2 separate regions of the Macaca mulatta genome follow, and region 2 is linked to region 1. Evidence: chromatin contacts called from public Hi-C data. All regions are on one chromosome and are shown on one strand. The core of a region is the stretch at or near the end of the contact, and the rest is flanking DNA. Distances in the headings are between cores, read along the strand shown.

Region 1 (5,069 bases), core at 861-3,360:
TCCCTGCCTCATCTTCCTTTAATTTCATTTCAGAAGATCCCAGACTCCGACTGGCTCACCTGGAGTGGAGTTCCTATCCCTTGATTCTTCAGGCTTTCATTTGACCCACATGGTTAAGCTGGGAGAGACAGAGTCCAAACAGAGGCAGAGAAAGGCTATTCTGGGCAGAACAAACAATTGATGACTTTATGGCTCTGTGGTCTGGGGAGAACTGCATAACCCTAGATCACCAAAGCTGAGAGCCTTTAAGAGTGAGGATTTGGGCCGGGCATAGTGGCTCACGCCTGTAATCCCAGCACTTTGGGAGGCTGAGGTGGGTGGATCACAAGGTCAGGAGATCAAGACCAACCTGACCAACATGGTGAAACCCCATCTCTACTAAAAATACAAAAATTAGCTGACGTGATGCATACACCTGTAATCCCAGCTACTCGGGAGGCTGAGGCAAGAGAATCGCTTGAACCTGAGAGGCATACGTTGCGGTGAACCGAGATTGCACCACTGCACTCCAGCCTAGGCGACAGAGCGAGAATACATCTCAAAAAACAAAAAAAACAACCAACAGTAAGGATTTGGATTTGGGTCACCCCAGGCTGAAGGCCAGGGGAACCTGAAGTGGATAAGGGAAGGGAGAGAACTTAGGCCACAGGATCTGATGTAGAAATGAGGCTGACATCTCCACCTGTATTTTCTTAGCTGGAGGAGTGTGCAAAGTTTGAATTACTTCTGCCTTCTTCTTATTTCCTTTTCCCTCTTAAAATAGTCATCATAATCATAAAAATTTATTTTCCATTTTCCCTGTTTTTGCATATAGGATTTCTTGGTGTGATTTCAATTTGCCAATTAGTATCTAGGTTGCAGAATGGTGACTTGGAATCAAGTTGAAACTGGAAGAGGGTACCTTATATATTAGGGTCAGCAATTACTAAACTCTGTTCTCTTTTATTCCAAACAGTGTCCCCAACTTCACATTTCCCCAGGGTGCAAAAGAGGGGGATCAAGCTTCAGTAGAGTGGAGCTCTGAGAAGAATTCACTAGAGTTTGGAAGCCAGGACCCTTTTTATAACCTTGTTCCTCCTCACCTGGGCAAAAGCACTAGTGCCCACTGCACAGGTGTCATGGACGGGCTCTGTGTCCTGTGGAGAGCCCCCATCCCAGGTACAGGACATCAGCCCTGGGACCTGTCCCAGGCTGGATCTTCTTCTTTCTCTCTCTCTCTCTTTTTTTTTTTTTTTTTGAGACAGAGTCCCACTCTGTTGCCCAGGCTGGAGTGTAGTGGTACAGTCTTGGCTCACTGCAACCTCCACCTCCCAGGTTCAAGCGATTCTCCTGCCTCAGCCTCCCGAGTACCTGGGATTACAGGCGCCCGCCACCACGCCCAGCTAATTTTCCTATTTTAGTAGAGACAGTGTTTCACCATGTTGGCCAGGCTGGTCTCGAACTCCTGACCTCAGGTGATCCGCCGGCCTCGGCCTTCCAAAGTGCTGGGATTACAGGCGTGAGCCACCGCGCCCGGTCTCAGTGACTTTAGTCAAGTAGCACAAAAAGAAATATATAATTCCAAATTGTGATAAATGCTATGAAGAAAAGGAACGTGCCCTGACATACAAGGGGGAACGAATGCGATCTAGGGAGTCAGAGATTTCTCCGAGAAGAGAGCTGAAATAGGAGTAAATCGAGAGGGGGAAGAGACTGCTAGACCGAGGGAACCGTGCGTGCCAAAGCCGCGTGGCGGAAAGGGGCGTGCGGGAGGGTAGCTGCGGAGAGGGAGGGTAGAGGACAAAGCCGGAGAGGCAGACGGAGGGCCGGACGCGCAGAGCCCCGCGGCTGCTGCCTTAGGGGTTGTCCCGGCTGTGGGGAAGTCCTAGAGGAGTTTAAAGCCGGAAGGTGGTGACTAATCAGATTTCACTTGAAAATGGCACGGTGTCTGCAGTGAGGTGAACTGATGGGAAGGGCCCAGCGAACGCCAATAGGAGAGAGCACCGGACCTGAAAGGCCTGGTTCAACGCGGCCCCGCGCGGGGGCGAGGCGGTTCCGGCGCAGAGCCTAGCGCGCGGCTCCGCGGAAAACCGAACCGGCCCACGTGGGCCCGGCCGCTCCGCCCCGCCGCGCAGACGCCGCCTGACTCCGCAGTCCGGACCTGGGGCTGGGCGCGCTGCCCGGGAGCCCCGCACCCACCCTTGGACCGCGGAGACGCCCAGGCCGAGGAACCCCCAGCCCAGGGACTAGACACCACCAGGGCCGGGCGGAGCCATAGCCAGACGCGCCGGATCGGGCGCCTCTAGGCCGTGAGTCGGAGGCGGGGGGCTTGGGGCCCAGCCGCGGGAAGCGGGGAGTCACAGCGGCCTCCGAGGAGACTAGGGAAGGATGGTCTCTGCCTCCTGGGGTGTTCTCCCACTCCCGCAAGGCCAGGAAAGGAGGCTGCCTCCTATTTGGGCGGAGACCTAGTCCTGGGGTGGCGGGGTTCCTATTTTACTATTTCTGAGAACCCTGTGATCCCTAGCGCCACCCCTACCCCATCCCAGCTTCCTTCATGGCCCCATCCAAGTATAGGAAAAATTAAAAATTGGGGCGAGGGGAGATCTGTAGGCACCTTCCCACAAGCCTTGCTTAGAGGGCGATTACAAAGGAACTGTTCCTACACCCTTCTCCCCAGGACTTCTGCCCGTTGCTGGGGGTGGGGAGGGTCCATGCCACCTATGGAGCGCCTCCCAGTGCCGGCTCCACTTACAATATCCTTCCTCTTCATGCTCTTAAATTGTTCTAATCCCAGTGCTGTTTGGTCAGTAGAATTCCTTTGTCAATTCAAATCCTAATTTTGGTTAGAAGCAGGTTATGGAGGAGAGAAGAGTGGTGTGGTATGCCCGCCCTCCAGGGCCTCAGGATGGAGCAAGCTAGGGACAGGGACACAAGATAGTGGCCGTGTTCCAGAGGCATTGGGAGGGAAGTGGGCAGGCTCAGAAGAAAAGCTTGTCACTGGGGAAGGCTGGGCTCCCTGGCTGGGGTAGGAGAGGGAACTGAACCCAGCTCTTCCAGCCCGGGGGAGTCGGGAGTAGCTTCCTGAGCATGGAAATTCACTGCAGTCTCTTCTCCCATTCACTCGCTTAGCAAGTACCAGTATGCACAGATAGCCTGGTTCCGGGCTCTATGCTGGCTGACTCTGGGGAATATGATGGAGGATATATAGGGGAGGTCCAAGCTAGATTACAAACTGCTATTACAAGATCATTGCCACAAACCAAAACTGCCAGTTAAATAGACATTCACTGATCGTCGACCATGTATGCCAGGGACAGACACAAAGTTGGATAAGACAGTGTGTACCCAGGGCAGTGGGGACCCAGAGGAAGGCATAACTAACCGTGCTTGTTTATGTAATATTGATTGCGGCAGTATCAAGACAGCTTCAGAGACATGGGTACATGGAGATATGGGGATATTACAGCTGATTTTGAAGTACAAAAAGGAATTTGCTGGGTGGAGAAGGGAGGAGCTTTGAGGGGAGGGGAGAGGAAGGATATTATAGGCCAAAGGAATACTGTAAGAAGGACAATGGTGTGTTTTGAGATCTCTGGGCAGTTTGCTATGATGGGAGGGACAGAGTGGCAAAAGGCAGGTGTGGAAGGGTGAGCAGAGGCTAGATCAAACAGGGCCTTGTAGGCCACATAGAGGTTTAGCAGGAGTTCAGGGAGGGCATTCTGAGTGGTGACAAGTGAAATTTACATTTGTAACTGGGGGCAGAGAGACCAGTGAAAAGGCCGAGGCAATAATCCAGGTCAGAAATGGCCTGGAAGAGGAAGAATGGTCAGAATGTGGTTATCAATGAGATGGGAGAAGGAAGGAGAGTGAGGAGCCCAGGATGCTCCTAGCCTTCTGGATGGAGGGTGGAGCCATCTTGCTGAGGATACTGAAGGAGAGCTTGTTTGGTTATATAGAATTTTGGTGGTGGGGGCGGGGGGCGGGGGGTGGAGAGGGATGAAGTCTCACTCTGTCACCCAGGCTGGAGTGTGGTGGCACAATCTCAGTTCACTACAACCTCTGCCTCCTGGGTTCAAGCGCTTCCCAAATAGCTGGGATTACAGGTGCCTGTCACCACGCCTGGCTAATTTTTGTATTTTTAGTAGAGATGGGGTTTCACCATGTTGGCCAGTCTAGTCTCGAACTTCTGACCTCAGGTGATCTGCCTGCCTCGGCCTCCCAAAGTGCTGTGATTACAGGCATGAGCCACCGCACCCAGACTGGTTATGTAGAATTTGAGGAGCCTATGATTGGTTGCAGGGTTGGATAGCAGTTAGATCTGGGCTGAAGACAGATCTGAGAGTCATCAGCATATGATGGACCTTGAAGCTACAGCAGAGAATGAGGTCCTCTGGAGAGAAATGTGCAAAATCAGAAGACAGCCTGGCTCTGAGGACTGAGGAAAAACCCTCTGCAGGAGACTGAGAATGAACAGGTAGACAGGGAGGACGAAAACCGTGAGGGGAAGTGTCACCAGAGTCAAGAGAAAGGGCTTGACAGGGAGTGGTCGGGCTCTTGCTTTCAGCCTTGTCCCTGCAGCTAAGTTGCCCTGACTTCAGGCACCCCACCCTGTCCTACTGTGACTCAGTCTCCTGCTTTCCCTTTACAGACCAGATGTTCGCCATCCAGCCAGGGCTAGCTGAGGGGGGCCAATTCCTGGGGGACCCACCTCCTGGAGTATGTCAGCCCGAGCTCCAACCAGACAACAACTCCAACTTCATGGCAAGTGCCAAGGATGCTAATGAGAATTGGCATGGGATGCCAGGCAGAGTGGAACCTATCCTGAGGAGGAGCTCCTCTGAGTCGCCCTCTGACAACCAGGACTTCCAGGCCCCTGGATCCCCTGAGGAAGGGGTGCGCAGCCCCCCAGAGGGGGCAGAGATTCCCGGGGCTGAGCCTGAGAAGATGGGTGGTCCTGGCACAGTCTGCTCCCCTCTGGAGGACAATGGCTATGCCAGCAGTTCCTTGAGTATCAACAGCCCTAGCAGCAGTCCTGAGCCTGCCTGTGGGACCCCGCGAGGCCTTGGCCCTCCCGATCCCCTTCTGCCCTC
Region 2 (5,069 bases), core at 1,008-3,507, 160 kb after region 1:
GCTGGGACGCAAGGGCCCTACATTTGTTTGGCTCTATCGCATCCTTACCTTTAAGCAAAGCACTATTCTTCGCTGACCTCAGCTTCCTCGGTAAAATAGGTATCAATCCTTTCTCTAAGCACCTCAAGAGACTTTGGATGAGGTGGGCAATCGGGAACGTGGAATAAGTTTGTGAGCTGCAGACTCAAGCCTATCTGCTCATGCGCACAGGTGTGCCTGTGTGTGTTTGTGTGTAGGGGGTCTACCATCACAGTCTCTCCTGAATGGTTCTGGATCAAAATCCCCCGAAGGCGCCCACTTCACTCAGGCTTCCTGGGCTGAAAAATTCCAAGGCCAAACCAGGCTCTGAGGGAGTTGGAGACACAAGCTGGCCAGACAGAGAGAGACTTACTTGGGATGGATTTGGGTATGAGCTCCACCTGACCAGGGGCCAAGATATTTCTGAAGCCCCAGGCGACCTGGGCTGATTGAGTGTGGGCATGAGATACCCAGAGACTGTTGAGTGACTGTGTGTAACTGACTAGCATGGATGCCATGTGATTGTTACGCTAACATGCACAGGCTACATGTTTGTGTGTTACCATGGCAGGCACTCCCTGGCTGTCAAGCAAGTTCCAGTCTTTATAGTCACTCACTCTTTCTTTCTCCCCAAACCCAACCCTCCCCTCCTGAGAAGCAGAGACAGGGATTAAAGATGGACAAATGAGAGGCATGCTAAGGAGAACGGGAATTAAGAAGCAGAAGGAAGATGTTTCTGAAAGCAAGAAGACGTGCAGACCAGGGCGAAGTAGAAATCATCACAGCAGACTTAGTACAGAATGTGCCAGCCTCTGCGCAAAGTGCTTCACGAATATTGGGTTATTTAACACTCACAGCAGCTCTAGGAAAGAGATACCCATATCATCCCCATTTTCAGGGGAGGGGTGAGGCATGGAGAGGTTAAATGGCTTGCCCAAGGTCAAGCAGCTAAGTGGCAGAGCTGGGGTAACCTGGCCTTGGCCCCTCTCTGCTCAGAATCACTATTCTCTACTGCCTCAGACTCAGGGGCTTGGATTTAGTCCCGACTCTGGCTGACTGTGTGATCCTTGCTATGTCCCGTTTCCTCTGTGATCTCAGTTTCTGCAACTTTGACAACACCAATAAAAAAGCAGGGGAAGGCAGAGAAGACTAGTTTTTTTAAGGTCCTTTTTTGTGAAGTAGTAAATGAGAAGATTAAGGCAAAATTATTGATATAGAAGAAGCGGTGATAGTGACACCATTAACTCGTGGAATGTATGGTTCTTTTATTTTTTTTTAGGCGGAGTTTCACTGTTGTTGCCCAGGCTGGAGTGCAATGGCACGATCTCGGCTCACCACAACCTCCGCCTCCCAGGCTCAAGCAATTCTCCTGCCTCAGCCTCCCTAGTAGCTGGGATTATAGGCATGCGCCACCACGCCCAGCTAATTTTGTATTTTTAGTAGAGACGGGGTTTCTCCATGTTGGTCGGGCTAGTCTCGAACTCCCGACCTCAGGTGATCCACCCGCCTCGGCCTCCCAAAGTGCTGGGATTACAGGCGTGAGCCACTGCACCCGGCCTGGAATGTATGGTTCTAAGTGGGTATCCCAGAAGGCGCATGGCAGGTGCAGAGCTCAGGGCTGGATGATCTCAGCCTGGGGAGCGGTGGGGAAAGAAGGAGGCTAGAAGCCAAGGATTCATCATTAAGAACTTTCCGAAGTCTGGAACCACCAGCGAGGGTGGTGGATGAAGCAGAATTGGGAAGCTCTGCAACTTTCCTGCCCAAGATGGGTCAGAGATCAGGAGTGTGTGTATCTATATATGAGGGAGTCTGTGGCAACACCCTCTTCCTCCCTCTCTCAGCCCCAGCCACATGGCATCAGAAGTCAAGCTCCAGGACAGGTGTCAGTGCGTGAATAGAAGTTGGTGGACTGACTCCTTTGGGAGAAGTCTAGGAGCAGCAAAGGAGATGATGCCTGTGCCCAGCTGCAGGGATGCCCCTGCTCTCACCAGAAGCTTGGGAAGGCCAGAGTGACGGGATGTGCTGCCTGTCTGCGGCTTCCTTGGGTTTCCCCAATCTACTTCCTACAGCTTTGATAGCCCCTTCTTGCCTCATTCTCCTCCTCTGACCATTTCTGTCTTCTCTTCTGTTTCTCTTTCACCTACATGCTTCAGGTCAGTAACTCTTTCTCAGAGCGGAGAAGCTTCTGCTTTTTCTTCCTATCTGTGCTCTTCATGAGTGAGCTCATCCCCTCTCAAGTCCTTTTTTTTTTTTTTTTTTTTTTTTTTTTTTTTTTGAGACGGAGTCTCGCTCTGTCACCCAGGCTGGAGTGCTGTGGCCGGATCTCAGCTCACTGCAAGCTCCGCCTCCCGGGTTCCCGCCATTCTCCTGCCTCAGCCTCCCGAGTAGCCGGGACTACAGGCGCCCGCCACCTCGCCCGGCTAGTTTTTTTTTTTTTTTTTTTGTATTTTTTAGTAGAGACGGGGTTTCACCGTGTTAGCCAGGATGGTCTCGATCTCCTGACCTCGTGATCCGCCCGTCTCGGCCTCCCAAAGTGCTGGGATTACAGGCTTGAGCCACCGCGCCCGGCCCTTTTTTTTTTTTTTTTTTAATACAGAGTCTTACTCTGTTGCCTGGGCTGGAATGCAATGGTGCACTCTTGGCTCACTGCAACCTCCACCTCCTGGGTTCGAGCAATTCTCATGCCTCAGTTGCCTGAGTAACTGGGATTACAGGGGCCCACCACCATGCCCGGCTAATTTTTGTATTTTTAGTAGAGACAGGGTTTCACCGTGTTGGCCAGGCTGGTCTCGAACTCCTGACCTCAAGTGATTGCCCGCCTCAGCCTCCCTAAGTGCTGAGATTACAGGCATGAGCCTTCATGCCCGGCCCAAGTCTTTAATAACTACCTGTCTGCTGTTTTCTCCCAACTGTGTTATCTCTGGCCTGGATCACTAGTGAGGGATCCAGACCCATAGACACAGTCGCCAGCTGTATATTTTCTCCAGACATCTCATTGCAGATTGCAGCCATTTGAAATTTTCCAAGTCCAACACTGAACTCAACATCTCCTCCACCATCCCCACCACCAACCCCAACCTGCTTCTCCTCCTTTGCTCTGTAGTTTCATAAATGACACCACCCTCCTTCAAGTTCAAAACTTGCTAGTCATCCCAGAAAAGCCTAGGACCTTTCCTTAACCCCCACCAGCTAATCCTTATGGAGTGTTGCCATTTCTAACCCTTAGACATCCACTCACAGAAGGTATGTAGTGGAGAATTGAGGCAGGTATCCCAAAGGGCACAATGCACCCCTGTCTCAGCACCTTATGCTACCTTACTCTTACTCATAGACCAGTGGCTCTCAAAGTGAGAGTCCAGGAGTTTGAGACCAGCCTGGGCAACACAGCCAAATTGTGGTTCCTGGACCAGCATCACCAACAATATCTGGGAGCTTGCTAGAAGTCCCAGTTCTTGGATCCCACTCATGACCTTCTGAGTCAGTAACTCTGGGGTGGAGCCCAGCAACCTGTGTTATTAATAAGTCCTTAAGGTGACGCAGAGGCACACTGAAGTTTGAGAACCACTATCTAGGCCATTGCAATAACTCTCTAACTGATCTCCTGACTTTATTCGTATCTCTTCTGATCCATTTCCAACTCCATTCAGCAACAAGAGTGACTGGACCATGTTACCTCCCTACTAAAAACTTCCCTAGGGTTCCCCATGACCCATCTTCTGGGAAAAAAAAGAGTTCAAACATTCTAATGAGCATTCCAGACTCTGCAGTTGTGACTTTCTTTTCCTCTTTCAGGAACTGCTTCACAGGATTAAAGGAGAAACAGAAAATGTATCTAGCGCTATGCTTGGTGCATGGCAGGTAATCAATTAATGCTTATTAAATACTGTAAATGATAAACAAATCAATGGATGATGTTATGAATTCATTGGCCTATTAAGGGATCCTTTAGGAAGGCTCTACGTGAACACGATCCTGGGTAGCTACACATAGAGCCCGGGTATAATCTGAAGAGATCATCTGATAAATGAGTGATTTTGATTATGGCTACTGGGGAGAGGGATATTCTCCATGGTTTGCTGCTGCTTTGAGGCTCCCTGAAACGTCACAGTCCCATGATTTCAGACTCTGGGAACTACTTTTTTTTTTTTTTTTTGAGACGGAGTCTCGCTCTGTCACCCAGGCTGGAGTGCAGTGGCCGGACCTCAGCTCACTGCAAGCTCCGCCTCCCGGGTTTACGCCATTCTCCTGCCTCAGCCTCCCAAGTAGCTGGGACTACAAGCGCCCGCCACCTCGCCCGGCTAGTTTTTTGTATTTTTTAGTAGAGACGGGGTTTCACCGTGTTAGCCAGGATGGTCTCGATCTCCTGACCTCGTGATCCGCCCGTCTCGGCCTCCCAAAGTGCTGGGATTACAGGCTTGAGCCACCGCGCCCGGCGGGAACTACTTCTTTCAGCACCAAGGGACTCCTCACTCTCTGGGGCATGGAGGTGGAGATTTCTGGTTGTCTGCTCCCTGGGACACATGCACACATGTGGAGGCCTGGGGTGCAGTGGGGTACACATGCAGACAGCCTTGGGAACATGGGGCACACAACTTGCACACATTCATGGGAAACACAAGTACACATGGGGCAGAGGGCACATATTGACAAGCACACATAGGAACATGGGACATATATTGACATTTAGGGTTGCATGCTCAAACATACGTGGACTCCCATTTTTCACACTTGGCATACTGCTCTTCTCCAAGGCTCCCTCTCTTTTCAAAAAGTGAGCTTGCATTTGGATTTTATGTTAAGAAAAAACTCCGATCTGCCTCCTTTATTGTTGACACAGTCACCCTCATCCTCCCAGCCTTTGATCACCTCCTGCTCCAGGCCGGGCTGAGTGTTTGCAGGTTGGGGAAATCTGGCACGAGGAGATGCCAAGGCGCCACCTCGTGGTTAGATCTCACAGCTGCAGCTCAGATCTCCCTTTTCCCCACTCCGCTGAAATACCAAGAGCAAGCCAGAACTCTGACCATACCTCATTTAAGCACAGAACTCTGTCT

The links. Hi-C and Micro-C count contacts between places; a contact is called where the count stands out from the background.
Region 2: a Hi-C map of liver shows a contact between it and region 1, with 5 times the contacts expected there. The contact joins the promoter of TFAP2E here to the promoter of C1H1orf216 in region 1. A contact is called at or near these places in 7 of 14 Hi-C or Micro-C datasets (CD4 T cells, cortical neurons, fetal cortex germinal zone and 3 more) and 2 of 4 datasets of contacts at active chromatin or transcription factors (intermediate progenitor cells and interneurons).

Annotation. Positions count from the first base shown.
Region 1 is chr1:205,101,991-205,107,059 of T2T-MMU8v2.0, forward strand. C1H1orf216 (chromosome 1 C1orf216 homolog) reads left to right here and starts at 2,111. Exons shown (of 2, transcript XM_077964089.1): 1 at 2,111-2,288; 2 at 4,628-5,069. The coding sequence starts at 4,633.
Region 2 is chr1:205,260,864-205,265,932 of T2T-MMU8v2.0, forward strand. It overlaps TFAP2E (transcription factor AP-2 epsilon), which reads right to left and starts at 2,258. Exons shown (of 7, transcript XM_077963966.1): 1 at 1-2,258.